Regions from separate parts of the Rattus norvegicus genome. Here region 2 is linked to region 1. The links are chromatin contacts, called in public Hi-C maps. All regions are on one chromosome and are shown on one strand. Each heading gives the region's core, a stretch centred on a gene start, on an enhancer-like site or on the middle of the called end of the contact. The rest is flanking DNA. Distances are from core to core; before and after follow the strand shown.

Evidence for each region. Hi-C and Micro-C count contacts between places; a contact is called where the count stands out from the background.
Region 2: a Hi-C map of the A7r5 cell line shows a contact between it and region 1, with 7 times the contacts expected there. The contact joins the promoter of Dnali1 here to the promoter of Yrdc in region 1. A contact is called at or near these places in 7 of 12 Hi-C or Micro-C datasets (the A7r5 cell line, Schwann cells, frontal cortex and 3 more) and 1 of 1 datasets of contacts at active chromatin or transcription factors (oligodendrocytes).

What each region holds. Positions count from the first base shown.
Region 1 is chr5:142,393,301-142,396,604 of GRCr8, reverse strand. Yrdc (yrdC N(6)-threonylcarbamoyltransferase domain containing) reads right to left here and starts at 1,652. Exons shown (of 5, transcript NM_175604.2): 1 at 1,248-1,652; 2 at 609-723; 3 at 397-516. The coding sequence starts at 1,639. C5h1orf122 (similar to human chromosome 1 open reading frame 122) reads left to right here and starts at 1,801. Exons shown (of 3, transcript NM_001108678.1): 1 at 1,801-1,894; 2 at 1,982-2,183; 3 at 2,436-2,838. The coding sequence starts at 1,860. The coding sequence ends at 2,531.
Region 2 is chr5:142,610,251-142,613,966 of GRCr8, reverse strand. It overlaps Dnali1 (dynein, axonemal, light intermediate chain 1), which reads left to right and starts at 1,997. Exons shown (of 6, transcript NM_001031647.1): 1 at 1,997-2,079; 2 at 2,555-2,700. The coding sequence starts at 1,999. Snip1 (Smad nuclear interacting protein 1) reads right to left here and starts at 939. Exons shown (of 4, transcript NM_001014069.1): 1 at 695-939. The coding sequence starts at 906.

The DNA.
Region 1 (3,304 bases), core at 403-2,902:
CAAAACACCAATGTACATAAAATAAAAACAACTCATTAAAAAATAAGTCTCCTGGGGTTGGGGATTTAGCTCAGCGGTAGAGCACTTGCTTAGCAAGCACAAGGCCCTGGGTTTGGTCCCCAGCTCCGGAAAGAAAAGAAAAAAAAAAAAAAAAAAAATAAGTCTCCCTAAATAACTCAGGCTGACCTTGAGATTTTCTTACCTTGGCCTCTTTGTTCTGGCATTACAAGTGCACCACCTGCCCCCTTTCAAGATTCTTTCCTTTGGATACCCTCCCCTAACCAACACCAAATGGGTAACCTTTTCACCTACGCACCATAGGCCCCAATTTCTGCCAGGCAATCCCATTACAGTGTCAGCCATGTTGGTTTTGAGGAAACAGCAGTCGATTCTCACCTCAACACTCAGAGAACTGGCCTGGGAGCTGAGGTTGGCACTCGTGAGTGCAAGTGGTCCCCCAAACATTTGGGCCAAGTCCAGCATAAAGGCATGGTCAGGAATTCGGATGCCAACGAGCTGTGAAGCAAAAGGAAGAGAGAATATGAGAAAGGCATTAAGGGCTTGAAGGAGTCTGATTTAGATGCAGAAAAAGCTAAAATCTGACTCACAGGAGTAAAGGGGTTGAGGTCTTTGTTGAGCTCCTCTGAGCGTTCCATCACCAGGGTCACAGGTCCTGGGAACAGGTCTTCCAGGAGCTCCCTAGGTACTCTCACCTGACAGTACCTGCAGGCAAAGGAGCACAAATCCACGCCAAATCACCCTGATGAACCTTTCCTGGACTTAGGGCGGATGCCAGAGAGGTCCTCTGCGTGTATAACGAACGATATCTACCTAACTCTCTACTTCCTTTTCCTCGGGGCTCTGACATTAAGACAGACTCCACAGAGTATCCCGGGCTTTTAGTCTTCACCCTTGTTTTGGGGACAAAACCACAGCGCCGTGACACGTGAATACAACTCCAAATTGTCTTATCTTCTGGAAGACATTACCCCGAAACCAGCCTCCCCTCTGCACATCACAAGAGCACCAAGTGAGGAGTGCCACGCTCGCCTAACTCAGCGTTTCGACCCACTGTCTACAGAGGATCCTGGCAAGCGTTAAGCGTTCCCAACAAATTTCCAGTTCCGGATTCCTCGGTGAGCCAGGACAAGCCCCTCCCGCGCTCGGCGCCTCAGTCTCCCAAGGCTGTCACCGGAAACCCCTCCCGCGGTGCCGCCCCCAACGGGGCCGGGTCGGGGCAGCCTTACCTGTAGACGTCGGCCACGCGGCCCAGGCACACGGCCAGCGGCTTGGCCTCACTGCGGCCCTTGAGGCGATACACACAGCTCAGAGCCGCCGAGCAGCTCGCCGAACAGGCCAGACCGTACAGCGTGTCAGTTGGGACCGCCACCACGGCGCCAGCGCGCAGCTCGGCCACGGCGGCCCGCAGCGCCTCGGTCCAACCGGAGCGCTCGGGGCTTGCGGCCTCCACGGCCTCGCTCTCCGGAAGCCGCAGCAGCCGGGCCCCTGGAAGCGCCGGAGCGGGCGCGGGAGGGCGTAGAAGGCGGCAGCCGCGGCTAGAGCCCGCTGGCCCATCGCTCAGCCCCATGCCGGCCGCCACAGCGGCCCTCAGCCCCGCACACGGACGCGCAGTAGACATCCGTCCAGACTCGCTTCCGGGAGGAAGTGACGCACGAACTCAACTTCCGGCCGGCGAGCCTCGGCCCCGCCTCCGCGCCGGGCAGCTTAAAGGGACCGCGACCCCCATGCGACTAGAAGAACGGTGGGGACGGGGCGGGGCTCGGCTTAGCGGAATCATCGCGCGGCGCGGGGGCCGGGGCGGACTGCAAAGGGGTGGTGGGCGGGTGGCACGGGCGGCGATGGAGTGGGGCCCCGGCGCAGGCTGGTCACGGGGGTGAGAGCGGGCCCGCGGGGCGGTGGGTTGGGGCCGCGACCTCGCGCCTCCCAGCGCCGGCCCTGACGCGGTCTCTCTCCCGGGCAGGGAGGCTGCCGGCGTGGACCGTGGGAAGGCGGGGCTGGGGCTCGGCGGGAGGCCACCCCCGCAGCCGCCCCGAGATGAACGCGCCCAGCAGCTGCTGGACGCCGTGGAACAGCGGCAGCGGCAGCTCCTGGACACCATCGCCGCCTGCGAGGAGATGCTGCGGCAGCTGGGCCGGCGGCGCCCGGAACCGGCTGGTGGCGGGGTCAGTGCCCACTCTGGGCTGGGCCTGGGGAGGTGGGGTCTTCCCACTGACTGCACTGGCCACGCTCGCGCCCCCGCCCCAAAGGAGGCAGGTGGAAGAGCATCCCCACGGCTTTACACTTAATTTCCTTTGATCTGAGTGAGGTTTTGAAAAAGTATGGTACTGTCGAAATGCCAAGTGGCCATATTCTTGCGGGGCCTAACTTAAGGCCTTTCCTCCGGGCTCATTTTCCCCCCTTTCTGTTCCACCTAGAACGGTTCAGCCAAGTCCGGAGCGTCGCCCCAGCCATCTGTATCCACCAGAGGTGGCCTTCCAAAGGATGCTGGCGATGGAGCTGCAGAGTCTTGATCATTCCCTATACGGGCACCCTGACTTCTGTCCCTTTCCAGGGCCGATGGCTGGACTCTGACCAACTCCCTTCACCAAAAGGGGCCAGTCTTCACTGGCAGTTGCTGGTACTTGGCCCTCAGCCTGGGATGGCAACTCTACTAACAGCTGGGTTCATTCCCACGTCGTCCTGGCTGAAGGCAGTACTGTGCTTTGAAATGTAGCCAATGAACATCCAGTGTTGAATATTCGGATTCGAGAAGGCCAGCAGTGCTGGCCGGAGTGGTGTGGTCTGCTTTGGGGGTTCCAGGTGGTATTATATGTTCATTTCATGCTTGGGGGGCGCCCAGCCCCACAAAACACTTCAGCAGAGTCTTGATTAAAAGGAAACATGCAGACCCTTAGTGACTGACCTTTCCTTTCTGTCCCTCCAAGACTTGATGGCTGGTAGTGGGAAGAGAATCTCAACCAGGGACAGGGATGGGAAGTAATGCCACAGGTACTACCAGATTTAAATAAGCATTTAATTAAGATTTCATTAGTATTTAATATTGCTTTTTTCAATTCCAAAAAGTTAAATTTTCACTTCATAGCAGATATCTTAAAGTACAACATTAAGTTTATACAAAATGAGCAATTAAGCAAACACCATTATTTCACATTCTTCAAAAATACAAATTCGTATTCTTTTTGGGGGTTGGAGGTTTCTTCCTTTGGAAGTACTGAACCTGTAACGTTTTCATATCGCTCAGTGGAAGTCTGTTGTTCCCATGGTTTACATTTAAAATAAATTT
Region 2 (3,716 bases), core at 748-3,247, 220 kb before region 1:
ACCTTTAAAACAAACAGAATTCCAATTCAAGTTCTGTGCATATATTTCTCTCTCTCTCTCTCTCTCTCTCTCTCTCTCTCTCTCTCTGTGTGTGTGTGTGTGTGTGTGTGTGTGTGTGTGTGTGTGTGTGTGTCTGTGTGTGTGTACAAGCTCAGGATCCTCCTAACTTATGGTCTCCATTGCTGTGTTACAAAGCATGCCCACCACACTGGGTTCTTCCTGGATTCTTCAAAAGAGAATGGATCAATCATATCGGTCTCAGCTTAAAGATCACCTCTGTAGAAGTCCTCACTTCTTTCTACCCAACCTCTCGCTACCATATTACAGTTTTAATTTGTCTTTAACACTAACTGAAATTATCTGTTATTTTCCTTAGGGTTAGAGCATGCCCAATTTCGCCAAGTTGTAAAAGCATCTCTCTTCTTTGCCTTGTGACCCAGTACCTTAATTGATCGTTAAGCCACACTACGCACTCAGTAAATCGATGCTTTATGGAGGCATCGGCGAATGAGTGCCGAGAAGAAGTCGCCAAGACCCACCGTGAAATACTCTTTGTAGGTAGAGTGGAAAAGACATTCCCACCGTCCGCTCGTGGGCAGGCGGGGGAATCTCATTTCAACTCAAAAGGTGCTTTGCACTCCCGAGTCGCTCGCACCACCCGGTCCCCGCGCCATCCCGTCCGCGGCCTGCTTACCGGCTCGCTCCCCGGGCTCGGCTCCCGCGGTGACCAGCCGAGCCCGACTCGGCGGCGGGCGGGGGCGGGCTAGCGGCTGGAGCGTCAGGTCGGCGGTGTGCGACGGGTTCGGGGCTTAGACGTTCCTGCTTCACTACTACGGTCGCCAAAGCGTCGCCTGACCGGTGTCGCCGCCGGCTGCTTCGCTCCCGCTCGCTCTTCCCCGCTTTCATCCTGCGGCCCGGCCGAGAGTCACTTGCACAGTCCGTTGAGCCACTTGAGCCAAAGGAAGTGACGGACCGCTTTGCACTTCCGCTTCCGGGCAGCACGCTATCCCAGAAGCCCTCACGGTGTCGGGCCCCCCTGGTGGGCGGGGCCCAGTGCTTGAGTTCACACCCTGGGAATCCCCGGGCTAGTGGCACTGGGGTCCTGGCTGCTGGAGAGGTGTGGCTGGAATACTGAAAAGTTACGACCAGCCTCCGATCGCAGTAAATTCGAGGCCAGCCTAGGCAATTTAGTGAGACTCTGTCTCAAATTTTGGAAAAGTTGCAGCTCGTGTAGCGCAAAGCCCTGGATTCATCCTCAGCACTGCCAAATACAAATCAGTTAGAAGGGGAGTGAAGGCTGAGACAGAGTGAGCGTTTACCTCGCGTGTACGAAGCCCTGGATTAACCCCCAGGACTTCAAAAAGTGACAATTTTTTTTTCTCGAGACAGGGTTTCTGTTTAATCCTGTCTGTCCTAGAACTCACTCTGTAACCAGGCTGACCTTGAATTAACAGAGATCTGCCTGCCTCTGGCTCCCGAATGCTGTCATTAAAGGTGTATGGTACCATCACCCAGCTTTAAAACAAAAAAGAAAAAATCTTATGTGGGAAAGCTAATCCAGCTCTGTTCGTTGCGCGTTCTTAGTAGTTATGAAACACAGACACGTACTCAACACTGTGAAATTCTTTTTTGTTTCTTGAGATAGTGTCTCTATATAGCCTTGGCTGTCCTGGAACTCACAGAGATCCGCCAGCCTCTGGCTTCCAAGTGCCAATCGTCGCCAAATACTATAAATGACTTTCGTTTCAAGCAAAGGTGGTCTGTCCATTTCATCACATCCCGAATTAGACCTAACGCTAGGGCTCCAATCTTGTTTACCAAGAAGTTTAGTGCTGGTGGAGAAAGCACAGTAGGACAAAACTTGCACGCGGCCGGGCACCGCCTTCCTCCGAAGCCCCGCCCCGTCCATGGGGCAAGGAGCGGAGGGGTTTCCATGGTGATCGCAAACAAGGCTCCACCCGGAGGGACCGCTACGGAGTTGCAACCCCTACAGCCACCATGATACCCCCCGCAGACTCTCTGCTCAAATATGACACCCCGGTGTTGGTGAGCCGGAATACAGAAAAACGGAGCCCCAAGGTATGAACATGTCTCAGGAAATGCGAGATCCTACAAAATCCCGTGGGGAAAGACATCCCAGGTTTGAGGATCTCTGGAATTTCAGGAGACAGATTGCTAGGGCTGACAGCCAAGGGAACTTGGACAAGGATGGAGGTTGGGAGAAGACTACAAGAAGCCTAACTGTGACCCTAGAGGACAAATTTAAGATGAGAAAGAAGTCACATGGAAAAGATGAGGCTTGTGGTAGTGAGGTCCAAGAACAGGTCTGGTTGTGACTTACCTATGTCTACACAGTCAGAGCAGAGGCCTTACCACCATTCTAGAAACACCAGTTCAAATACAGGGACAGAGCCAGACATATCCCTCGTGGTCTTCTGCGCTCCTGTTTATTTAGAGACCACAGATGAGGGAAATAGGCCGGAAATGGGGAAAGCTCGACAAGAGACTGAGGCAAATCTGGAGGGACTGGACTGACTCACCTGTTTCTTCTTAGGCTCGGCCACTGAAAGTCACAGTTCAGCAGCCTGGACCCTCTGGTGCAGGCCCACAACCACCCAAGGCCAAGCTGCCCTCAACTTCCTGTGTCCCAGATCCTACCAAACAAGCAGAAGAAATCTTGAATGCCATCCTGCCTCCAAGGTAGAGAGAGAGGGATGACTGGGAGAAGGTTTAAGCTCTTGGCCCCAGAACATAGGTGTCTCCCTGTGTTTTACCTTGGATTTCCCCTAAGCTTTCTGGAGTTCATGGAGTCTCATATGGCTGGATGCTCATAGCCAGGCAGGCACCCTCTAAAACCATGCCCTCCACGTTCTGAGCACTCTCGTGACTTTAGATGTCTGCTTTCACAGTTGGGTCTTCTTAGCTCAGACCTGTTCCTCCTAAACCCCCTTCCCGATACTCTGTTTCTTTGGTATCTCCATCAAGATTCCTCATAGAGAGTTTAATCCCAGCACTCTGCAAGACACAGGAGGATTGCCTCAAAGTCAAGGCCAGCCTGGACTACAGAAGGAGTACTAGACTGGCCAGTGCTACATAACAAAGTGTGTCTCAAAAGCCCGTAAATGTTCAATAAGGCTAGGCCCAGTGAGCTCACCTTTAATACCAGAACCCAGGAGGCAGAGGCAGGAAGAGTTTGAAGCTAACCTGGGCTACACAGCCTCGCTAGAACTCTCAGAAACCTCCGCCTAATGGGCTTATTTATGTCCACAACAAAAAAGCTTTCTCTTGGATTAAAAGAACCAGAGAACCTGTGAACTTCTCCAGAGATGGAGGCCGAGAGAGAGAGGTGTCACGTATGAGTGGATTCTCTCCCACCAACATAGAAGCTTCTCCCTCTCTTGCCATTCTGCCTGCAAGCCCGTCATTGCAGAACTCGGCTGTTCCTCCAGCACAGAATTCATCATGGGCAGCCATTGCAAGTGCAGCACTTTAAGAACCTCCATACTCCCAACATACACAAATGCTTCCTAGTGGCTTGCACGAGGTTTATGGTGTTCTGTGTCTTCACCATAAGCCAGTGTAGGGGGGTTTCCACCACATTCTCCATTCAAATCAAGCAGCATGACCACACATCTGTCCTCAACATGCTAGGCAGGTATGACCTGGAGCAGAGGGTTGTAGTCTCGTGGAGAATAGAGAGTGCCCATCTGCCCAAC